Regions from separate parts of the Mus musculus genome. Here region 1 is linked to region 2. Evidence: chromatin contacts called from public capture Hi-C data. All regions are on one chromosome and are shown on one strand. Each heading gives the region's core, a stretch centred on a gene start, on an enhancer-like site or on the middle of the called end of the contact. The rest is flanking DNA. Distances are from core to core; before and after follow the strand shown. Region 1 holds the start of Sorcs2 (sortilin-related VPS10 domain containing receptor 2). Region 2 holds the start of E130018O15Rik (RIKEN cDNA E130018O15 gene).

Region 1 (5,388 bases), core at 86-2,585, 1.0 Mb before region 2:
AAAAGGCACATGGGAGTTGGTCACATTATCTTCTCGGTTCCTCTCCTTCCCCACCCCCTTCAGCCCCACACTGACAGGCTTCGCTGCCCTTTCTTTGCTAGACCAAATGTCGCCACAGCTGTGCGCCCTTGCCTGGCTTTGGACTTCAGCTCCTGAATTTTTTGGGTTGGAAGTTTACATCAGGGTGCAGCCTGGGCACATTCCACAGGAGGAGGCCTTCTTGGACACGGGGCAGGGGCAGGCGCTCTAGTCCTGCTCAGTGCTTGGCACAGCGGAGCCCTGGCAAAATGACTTGTGCTGAACAGAAATTCCTGGAGGGGGCACTGGAGTTCAACCTTGGGAGCAAGTTCAGCTGTTGTTGCTGGATACTTTGTTCTTTGCTCTACTCTGTTCCCTGGAGTGAAGAGACCCAGCAGGCAGCGGGGCCTTTCAGTGTTGGTCTCCAAGTCTCCCTGTCTCCTAGACCCTGCTCCTGAGAGGATGCCGAGGGGACAAAGCTCAACTGCACTCTTGGCCTTATTTGGGCAGGCACCTGCTTTGTGTTCTGGATGGCAGAGGGGCTGGTAATAATGGCTGCTTTTATTGACATTGAATTAAAGACTTGGTGAGCTCTGGGGCTAGTTTCCTCATGTTCTGTGCTGGCCTACACCTTCTGGCTGGGACCTTGCCTCTCTGTTCTTCTCTCCTTGCTACCGCTACTCAGGTGTAATATGTTCAGGGGCTCCCCCTGGAGGTGGGAGATAAAGCCAGAGTCTGAGGGACTAAATTGGTTTTGGGCGACACCCCAAGGTTCCTGCACTATCCTCAGCTGCCTGGAACATCTTTCAGGTTTTCATGATTCGCAGGCGTCCCCTTGACTCTCTCCAGCAGCGCCCGGAGGAGGCGCCCTCCCCACCTCCGCAGAACGGCTACTCTGGAGTTGTTTGGCCTCTAAGCGGGCTACTTGGGTGTGGCCTGTTTCCCTTTGTTGCACCCTGTTGTGCCCCAAGTGCCTGGAACTCCGGCTGGTCAAGTGTAGACGCCTCGAGAAAGTCAGGGAGGATGAAAAGTGGGTGGGAGAAGAGGAGCGAGGATAAAGTTAGGAGTCACTGGGAAGGAAGGAAGGAAGGAAGGAAGGAAGGAAGGAAGGAAGGAAGGAAGGAAGGAAGGAAGGAAGGAAGGAAGGAAGGAAAGAAGGAAGGGGTCTTGGAGGTGTGACTGCACTCAGGACATCCTGGCCCGGCCTGGCCCAGCCCAGAGCTGCGGTGGCTTGCGCGCGGCCGGCAGGTGGCGGTGCTCCCTTGGCTGCGTGGCGGCGTTGAGTCCCCTCCTCCCGCGCTCCCTCCCTCCCGGCTCCTTTCTCTGCGCTCTTGCTCAAGCTCCCAGCGCCCTCCCGCTCTCCCGGCCGCGGTGTCGTCCGCACCGCCCCGCCGTTACCTACCAGCGACCATGGCGCACCGGGGACCCCCGAGCGCCCCGAAGCGTCCTGGCCCTACTGCGCCGGACCGGAGCTTTCAGGCTCTGCTGCCGCCGTGCTGGCCACGTTCGTGGCCGCTGCTGCTGCTGCTGCTGGTGCTGGTGGCTGCCTGCGGAGCGATGGGGCGCTCCCCCCAGCCCGGGCGCCAGGGTCCCGGTGTGCAGATCACTAGGCTGCTGCCCGCGGGACGCACGGAGTCCGGCGATCGCAAAGATCCACAGGCACGAGAATCAGAACCCAGCGTCCCGGGTCTCGGTCCGGGTTCTGCTTCGGGTCCCAGCACCGATGGCGCCCCAGCTCCGGGCAAGGGGCGCAGGGCTCGGGCGGTGCCGGTGGCCGGTGCGGCTTCGGCTTCGCGCGCACAGGTCTCGCTCATCAGCACGTCGTTCGTGCTCAAGGGAGACGCGACGCACAACCAGGCGATGGTACACTGGACAGGAGAGAACAGCAGCGTAAGTGACCTCCGCACTCACCCCGGCCCTGCCCGGACACCTCGGGATACCCAGGGAGACCACCACAGCCCCCTACTTCCGGACCACCCGCGGTCACTCTGCTGGGCATTCTTGGCTACTTGGGGGACGCGGGTCACCTCGGCGGCGCCCCTACTGGCTTCTGGTTATGGGTTACTTTTGGAAGGGTCCTCGAATTTGTGAGATTCTGTCTCGCTCAGAAGGTTTTTCCGAAGATCTGGAGACCAGAAACACCCCTAGCCTCTAGATCTGGGCTACAGGGAAGGTCCCTAGAGTCGTCAGGATCTGGGCAGCATGGGACAACTCCAGGTCCTTGAGGGCTACCCAGCTCTGCGCCGCGTGGACAGTGGGTGGGTCGCCCACACACTGCACTGCACTCAGCAGCTCCAGAGAACACCTCTGGAATTGCCACCTCTGGCGTCCTTACTACTTCATTTATGCTGACCTCAGGGTCCATGATATCCCTGACAGTTCCATGTCCTGTTCGAAGGTTCTTAATTCTAGGATTGCTCCTCCTAGTGTGCCCCACAGCTGTCTTTGGTCCGAGTGGACCATGGGGTGTTTAATAGTATTTAACGTTCTGTGGTCTTTAGAGCAGTGCGCCAACTCCCTCCCTCCCTTTCTCCCATGCCTCTCCCTCTGCCCGGAGAGCTCCAGCGTCCATCCCGCTCCTGCTCTTCCAGATTTAGGATCCAGCCACTCCCCGTTCCTTTTTTTGGTAGTGCACCTCAAGGGGTTTGTTTTTCCTTGTTAAAGGTCAGAGTCACTCTGTCCCCTCTGGGGAATCTCAGGTGTGTGCACTCCAGGTTTGCAAGCCTTTGCTCTCCAGGGAAGTGTGTTTTCATGAAGAGAGAGAGCCAGGAATCCCTCCTCACTGCCTGTACCACAGTCCACACAGACTCTCCACTCCTCCCCCACCCCACCCCTCAGGAGGTGACTCCACCTCTTTTCCTTGTCTTCCAAGTTTTTTAGGAGACTGCATAGGGCCAGAGTCCCTGCATGCACTGGGAAGTGGAGTGAGCGGGTCTTCTCTTTGGGTTATCAGGTGGACATAATGAAGCTGCAGACACTTTTAAAACACCCCCCCCCCTCCCCGTCTCCTCTCCTCGCACTCTCGGTGACTGCTTGGAGGCTTCCATTTGTACTAGGGAAGGGACCACCATGTAGCCTTGGCTGGCCTAAACTCCAGTCCTGCCAGCCCCTTCCCTACTGGCTGGCTTTGTCCAGGGTGCAGGTGTCTTCACTGGTCCCTAAGCTAATGGCATCTCCAGGAAGACTAGCAGCCCTCAGAGGGCAGAGCTGGTGCTGTGGATGCATCTGGCCAGCAGGGGGCAGTCAGGGTGCTGAACAGAGTACTTGGGTGTTCCTCCCAAGAAGGGAGTTGAGGTGCCCTGATGTCCTCAACTGCACCTTGACCAAGCCCTCCGCCTCTAGGTATTCCGCTGGTCCCAGCCTTTTAGTGCTGGCTAGCACCCAATGATAAACCGGGACCCCTGGGCCATTGGCCATTCTTGAGGACTGAATAGTAAGTAGCCCAGAATGCAAGAACTGAAAGGGACAGAAACACACTGAGATCTGGATCTGAGGTGCTGAAGTGGTTAATTCAACTATCTTGTCACTTTGTCACTTAGCTTCATGGTATGAAAGAGAGTGAGACACCAGGTGGGGGTGATGGATCTATAGGAAAAGAGACCAGCTGCCTCTAGTATGGGCTGTTTGCTGTCCAGCTGAACCCCCTATGAGATTATAGCCTGCCCCTTGAATAGGCACCTTGGAGAGTTGAGGATGGAGAATGACTGGCTGAGCTCTGAGGGACCCTCTTCTGCAGCCGTTATCACATGGGGGCAGGCATAAGATGTGGACACCTGGGCCCAGCCTGGCACTTAGGTGGCACCTAGCTTGTGATGAATGTGAGGGGCAGCACGGAAACACTACCCGGTTATCTCTCTGACTTCTGTCTTCTGTCTTCTCCCTTCTCTCATGGACCTTGCAGAAGATTCTCTCCAGAAACCCTGACGGACAGCCCATGGCTGGGGATGCACTCATAGGTTTACCTTGTCTGAGAAAACCCAGGAGTAGAAAAAGATGGGTGAGGGCTGCCTCAGGAAACCGGTTCCTTTAAACACAGTTCTCTTAGATCTGGTGTGCACAGCACATTCTTGGCACATGAAGTGTCTTGGAAGTGCGCTGCTCCCCCTCCGTGCTCAGTGTGCAGCCACAGGGACAAAGATGAGAGCCAGCACTTGGCAGTTGGCTGTACCTCTTGCTTGAAGCACCACCTCGGCAAGCTTGGATGAGACCAGAGTAGACTGAGGGACTCTGTGAGTGCTGTCTTTATGGGGTTGCCTTTCTGCTGCTTGCCTCTGCCCTCTGCAGATGCGGTCCACAGCAGAGTGTTTGCTTTATAACATCAGGTGCTTTTCCAAACAAGACCGCTAGGGGAGGGGGGCTGGGGGAGGGGCACAGACTCTCTGAAAGACATTAGTGAGCATCCCAAGCATCCCGCTAAGGGATGGGCTGAGGGATGGCGGGACTCAAGCTGGTTCCCAGACAGTCTCTGTCACTCCAGCTCTGGGAACATATGTGAGTTTTCCCTGTGAAGGCTCCATTCTTTCCCGCTCCCATGGAGATAGGGAAGAGGACTCACTTGGAAGTTCAAACAGGGCCTCTCCAGCTGACGTTTCGCTGTGCCAACACATTGTTACAAGTGAGATGAATCCTTCTTGGAAACCCACCAGGGTTGCCTTTTGATGGGCCTGGGTTGGGCTGTGCACACAGGGCTCTGGGTCTCCATACTGCCCTTGGAGGCAGAGAGGACATACGAAGGTGGGAAACAGACTTCTGTGCTGGGCTCCATCTGAGGGGTGGCAATTTCTTGTTAGCCTGGTAGGAATGTGAGGAACTGTTTTGGGGGAAATTACTTGCCGTTGGGGCTTATTTTAAGTATGCTCACCTGGGCTCCTTTCTGTATAACACTTGAATACAACTCATGGTTTAACTTGGGTTCAAACTTTCTACATCCAGGTCTCATCTCTGCTCCTCAGGCTGACCGGTGACTTTTTTCTAGCCTGTGCTGTGTCTCCGGAAGTGCTGGTGGCTGTTCCTAGATAGTTCTGGGCAGATTGAGCATACTCCGCTCTAGGCATCTGGCTGGACTCCCTACCCTGTGTCGTGTTATATAAATGCAGAGAGCCCAGTGCAGGTCAGAAGGTGGGTTCTCTGTGGTGGAAGGCCAAGGGCAGGCTGTCAGCCTCAGTTTCTTGTATAGAGGGATTATGGCCTCTGCCTGAATTGAATGGGAACTGTTGCAGGCCAGGTTCCTTGAGGGCAGGTGCATTAGTTTGCTCTGGCTTTTGTGGCAAAGGACTATGGCAATGTGGGTCCTAGACAGCAGTGTCCCTTTGACCCTTTGTTTGCACCTGGAACGTGAGCTCTCTCCTTCCTATTGGGACACCAGAACCA
Region 2 (5,739 bases), core at 2,920-5,419:
GCCTCGGGACAGTCGCCATACGGTTCCTCGGCCAGCCCATTCCAAGTGTCCGTTTGCTGACTCGGAGCCGGCATCTGCTCAGCACTCCGTGCCGGCGAGAGCTAGCGCATCGCCGCGGCTTTCCATCGGAACGGGTCTCCAGTCCTGCAGCTGGCTGCGAGTCCCGGCTGCCGCCGCTGTCCGGTACACTGTAGAGCAGCTGCCCACGGAGACGGCCGCTCGAGGGACTGCGAGGTGCGCGGCGCCTTCCCCCAACCGCCTCCTACATGGAGGGCGCCGGCTCACACTAGCCCCGGCATCTGCGCGCGAAGGAAGGGCACCGAGGCGGCGGCAGGGAAGGCGGCAAGCGGGTAAGCAAGCGCGCCCGAGAAACCAAGCAGCGGCGGCGGCGGTGCGGGTGCGGGCGGCGCCAGCGGGAAAGGCAGCGCGGGCCCCGCGGCGGCCGGGGGACTCTCGTGGTAGAGCACCGGCACGCGGACCAGGCGCTGCGCACCCGGCGGGGACAGGCTGGCCGCCTCCAGCTCCGCTGCCAGCTGCCGCTTCCACTTGTTGCGGCGGTTCTGAAACCAGATCTTGACCTGCGTCTCCGTGAGCTGCAGCGAGGCGGCGAGGCCCGCGCGCTCTGCGCTGCTCAGGTAGCGCTTCAGATCGAAAGTGGACTCGAGCTGGAAGACCTGGCTGCGCGAGAAGACCGTGCGCGTCTTCTTCCTGCGGCCACCGCGCGCCTCCCCTGTCGCCGCCGCCGCCACCGCTGGAGCCTCGGCCAACTCCGCCGCCTCCTCCCCGCCGGTCGCCGGGCCCTGCGTCGTCACCTCCCGCGGAACGGTTCCCGGCCCGGGGCACCGCGGCCAGGCGCTCTCTGCGCGGCCCATCTCCTCGCCGGTCTCCGGAGAGTCCCGGTCGCTTGCTGCAGGGGAGAAACGGGCATAGTGGCGGGTTCTAAGGGTCTGCCTTTAGGAGTCACTGAGACTGGCTTCCTCCCACCTTCAAATCCTCCTCACTCAAACGCTACAAACTGGGAAACACGCCCCGCGTACGGGTTGCGGGGGCGGGAGGGGGTTGGGGTGCCGGCAGGAAAGTAGCAGAGGCCAAAAATGAAGCCCAGGACCTGGGCCGCAGCAAACACGTGGCAGCGCACACCCAGAGAAGGACAGAGAAAATTCTCGAAAGAAAAAGGCTAATCCAAAAGACAAACTGACATCTGAGACTGCCCCTGGCTCAGCTCTACCTCAGCCCCCAACCCACCGCCAACTCACAAAAGGCTGGCAGAGGACCGGGACAAAAGAAAGGATGTCCTTCAAAGTTATGTACACACAGAGACTGACATACAACCTAACCGCCAGGGGCTGAGACCTCCCCATCACACACGTGGAGCAGACATCAAGGAAACAACTCTTAGGAGAAACAAATGCACATTCCCCAGAGAAATCCCACCGGGTGACATTGGCACAACCCCGACCCAGATCCCCTCAGAGGCAGGCCCTCTGCAGCAGCAAAATATGCTCCAAGAGACCAAGGAGTAAGGCTGTTCTACCAATCACTGCATTCCTACCCTGCCCCAACCATCTCCTACGCTTGGGGTCTTGCCCACAGAGGACCTTTGGGCTCATGCTCCAAGTCCCAGATTCAGGGCGTACAAGGGATGTCACCAGGTTAAATAAGTTCCCGTGGGCTCCCACTTCTCCTCTAGACATCTGGGTCCATGAAACCAATTCAGGCTGGTCTGTCCTTCTGCCTGACCGATGGATCAGAGGTCAAGGTGGGTTTTGGCCCAGGTTATGCCTCAGTACAGTGGACTTGTGCTTACAGCTAAACTCCGCCTGGTTTCCTTGAAAGCATCCCCCTCAGTGCCCATGCAATGTCGCCTAGCAGGATGGTGTGTATGCAGCCAGACCATAGGGGAGGTCCTACAAAGACACCCAAAGCCCCTACACTCGGAGGTCTGTCCATGTGTTGCCATAAAGTGCTAATCTGACTCACCTGCTCGCTTGACTCAACAGGAACAGAGAACTCTAACCCGCATGGCACGAAATAAGGCAAAAGGCCGGGGTGGGGTGGGGGTGGGGGTGGTGGTGACTATTGGACTACAGGTGAGGATGGCCCAACTAAAAGGGAGAATAAAATGCGCCCTGCAAGAGCCTCCTCACTGGATACTACTGACCCCTGTTTAAGCTTATGTAAAGAAGGCAGGCATTCCAAACCTGGGCTGGGAGACTTGTCCTACTCCATACCAGGAGTGGGGTGAGTACCTAATAGAAAAGAACGGGCCCCAGGCCACCTCCTACCCCAAAGCTTATACACAGAGCCTGGGTGGGCACCCTTTAGTTATATATAAGTCTGTGTGTTTAGGGACCCGGCTGGCTCAAGGGGCTGGGGTGAGGAAGGTTGAAATACCCTTCTAGTCTCAAGGGTTGCTCTCTAATGAGCAGGTCCTAAGAGAGGTTGAGGTCTGGACCCTCTGGAGACAGGCAGTCAGAGTCAGGATGTCCAGGCCAGAGGGGTAAGTGGGTTCTGGGACTGAGAAGCCCCCACCCCCATTCTCTGAGCCCTCTGCAGGAAACAAAGGCCAAAGAGGGGGAGGGGCAAGAAAAGAAGAGAGGGGTGGGATGGACCCTTCAGAGTGGGCTCCTACCAGCCTCAGCCTTTGGGCCTGAGAAGACCCAACGCAGGCTCAGGCCCAGCCCATGGTCTTACTGCGCAGCAGGGAGGGCAAAGGATACTTTGGGGTTGCAATTGCTATAGAAGAAGGCCTCCCATCCAGCCTCCATAGCTGTGGTCTCTCAGCTCTGCCCCTTTTATTTTAGTGCTTGACCCCCGCGGCCTCCCCTCCTCTGCCACCTTTCCTCTTCCTTCACTTCCCTTTCACCTTCGATGTTTCTCCAAACACACTCTTTCCCCTTCTCATCTTTCCGAGGCCTATTTCACTCTCCTCTCCGAATTTTGTGTTCTTGGGCCTGATCCTAGCCTTAGCAGCTTCCTACATGCAGTGCCATCCCCAGTCTCCAACAATTGCCCATCCAAGGGGATCTCATACCACCCAGGCCCCAGTACACAGGAAGACTAGGAGCTCACTAAGCCCGAAGTCACCAAAAGAATGCATAGGGAGGGAGCAGAGCCCTGACCATTGCCCACCCCTTCCCCGCAACCTCACTCACTGTCAGGACTTAGACCACCTCCGTAGCCGCCGTGCACCCGTGGGTACCACCGCGTTGTACCTCCGCAGCCGAGCGCGAAGGGCGGGCCGGGCCCAGGAGGCGGCCGGGGCCCTAGGCCCAGTGCCCGGGCCCTCGCCTCCCCGCCCGGCCCGCTGCCCGCGCGCTGCTGTCGCCGCCGCTGTAGTCGTCGTCGCGCCTGCTCCGGATCCTCGTCCTCGGGGTCGTCGTCGTCCTCTTCCTCTTCCTCGCGGACGCCATCGCCCTGGGTTGAGCGCCCCGCGCCCTTGGCCTCGGCTGCTAGCAGGTTCTCGATGAGGAAGGAGGAGGCGCGAGCTGGTGTGGCGCGCCCGGGCTCGGTCAGCTCATCCGGCATCGCGGCCGCGGGCCCGTCGGGCAAGGCTGGGATCCTGGGGGTCCCTGGTTGCCTGGGGCGCAGCTGCTCTTCCCGGCCCCGTTTGGATAGTGGCGAACGGCCGCCTGGCGCACGCGCGGCCTGGCCCTGGAGAGCCGCTGCCCGGAGTGAGGGCGTCGGGCTCCACGAGGCGGGCGTCGGCTTCTGTGCCGGGCTGGGCTGGGCGGGAGCGGGTGCGCGCGGACGGCCGTTCCCGCAGCAGCCTCCCTCGCGTTTCTCCGAGCGGTTCAGGTCGCCGCCCCGGCTGGCCTCACGGGAGGGGGAGGGGGCGGTGCCGGGGGCGGGGCGGCGCGAGTTTCGTAGGCTCAGCCCCAACGACCCGCTGCAGCCCGGAGAGAAGCCATTGCCGGAGATGCTGCCCGGCCGGACTCTGCGCGCAGGTGGTGGCAGGGCCCAGGGCAGGAGACCCGGTGGTCCTGGGGGTACGACCCCGCGAGATGCGTTCCGGCGCCCCCCACCCCGGTACCCGCGCCAGGGAGTGGGAGAAGGCGGGGCCTCGGCTGGGAGGTCGACCATTGGCTACAGGGTCGCTGTGAAGCCCAGACTGGCCAATCGCATCCGAGGAGAGCCTTGCTCACCCTCCGGGAGCGTGTCGGAACCCGCAGAACGCTCGGTTTGTGCGTGAGTCCCTGTGACTGTGTATTTGCGCGCGGGTAAGGACTATTGCCGACTGGGCCGCAGTCTTTTTCTTTTTTTTTAAGACCTCGCGTGTAATTTAAAACGGGGATTCTGCCAAAACAAGTTTGCAGAGACGCAGCATGTTTTAACTCTTACGCGTAACGAAATATGCTCTTGGTGCCATCGCGCTGCGATGGAATGCTCTCATATCCCGGGCTCAGTTTCGGTGTGTAAAGAGAGTCAAGCCCGAAGGTGCCCCATGGTGTCACGCTGGGTAGGAACAGATTACATTTGCTCTGGCACCTCCATTGCCCGGCCTTCTCACTCTCTTTCAGGCTGGTAAGAGCTTCGTGCCTAGCCACTGTGCGGGACTGCAGGTCTTGAGGAACAATTCCTCTTTCTGCCTCTCTTGCCCTGCACAAAGTGAATTTTCTTCCCCCGCTTCAGGAGCAAGGCCGCAGAGGGTAACCCAGACTTCGCTGAGACCAACGGAGCTGTGATCCACTTCCAACAGGAATAGGGGGACAGCCTAGTCACTGAGCGGAACGCTTCACTGGATGCGGGTTATCACGGAAGGCCCATCTAGCTGCTCAGTGCGGGTCACAGACAGTGCGTAAAGAAGTGTGTCCCACTGTCCAGGAGAAGGCAACTGCAGGCCCGGAGCCCACTTTGTTTAATCTCCCCAACAAGAGAAATAGAGGGAAATAGAGTCACCCTATACTTCAAAGGGAAAAACTAATGTGAAAAGAGAGCGCTTCCCCTCCCTCCCACTATAAGTGGCTCTTGAGGATATAGAAGGATGGATGAGCCGCCAGGCTAAGGAACCTTTGGGGTCTGCACCCTGGCTAGAAACCTGGATGGGAAGTGGGTTTTGTGCACGATAGGACTTGATTTTGGAGCCATATTGGGCAAGGCAAGAGGAATCGCTGGCAAGCAGCCACATTTCATAGGTGAGGGCTCTGAGTCAAAGTTGGGTGTCTCCAACTTTGACTCAGAGTGTCCCAAGTGCTGTTACTTCCTGGGTGTCCCAGCTCAGACATACTCAGGGACCTGGGTAGAGGTGGGGGCGGGGAGGGAGAAATTAGCAATGATATTTGTTTGTAGGAATCAGGCACAACCCCTGGGCCGGCCAATTCAGGTTGGTTTTGTTGTTGGTGGTGGTTTGTTTTTGTTTTGATATGGTTTTTCGTTTTTCCGAGTTAGGGTATCTATGTTAGCCCAGAGATCCTTTTGCCCCTGCCTCCTGAGTGCTGGGATTAAAGGCATGAGGCATCACTGCAGGGCTCGGGGTTGTTTTTTGAAGTGATGAAGAAACAGACCAGAAAGGAGCCCTACTAAAAATGGTGATGGAGAGAACCGTCCAACTTCTGCAAGTTCCAGGCTCCCCTTGTGAACAGTACCTTCCTGCTTGTAAAATGGAGCCTGTTGGGTGGGTGCTGTGGCTTCCATTTTATTTCTCTGCTCTCTGGATGGGGGAGCCAGGCTGGGCTTCTTAGGCACCAGGGTTGTAATTCCCTCTGCCCTAGGGCCCTGGCCCTTGGTCCTGGCCCCTTG

Evidence for each region. Capture Hi-C pulls out chosen DNA fragments and counts their contacts.
Region 1: a capture Hi-C map of embryonic stem cells shows a contact between it and region 2, with 3 times the contacts expected there. The contact joins the promoter of Sorcs2 here to the promoter of E130018O15Rik in region 2. A contact is called at or near these places in 3 of 39 promoter capture datasets (liver, neutrophils and stem cell-derived epiblast-like cells), 1 of 484 Hi-C or Micro-C datasets (embryonic stem cells) and 1 of 9 other capture datasets (embryonic stem cells).

What each region holds. Positions count from the first base shown.
Region 1 is chr5:36,394,086-36,399,473 of GRCm38.p6, reverse strand. Sorcs2 (sortilin-related VPS10 domain containing receptor 2) reads left to right here and starts at 1,335. Exons shown (of 27, transcript NM_030889.2): 1 at 1,335-1,908. The coding sequence starts at 1,429.
Region 2 is chr5:35,386,906-35,392,644 of GRCm38.p6, reverse strand. It overlaps E130018O15Rik (RIKEN cDNA E130018O15 gene), which reads left to right and starts at 4,169. Exons shown (of 2, transcript NR_152157.1): 1 at 4,169-4,220. It overlaps Hmx1 (H6 homeobox 1), which reads right to left and starts at 3,784. Exons shown (of 2, transcript NM_010445.4): 1 at 3,156-3,784; 2 at 1-907. The coding sequence starts at 3,528. The coding sequence ends at 282.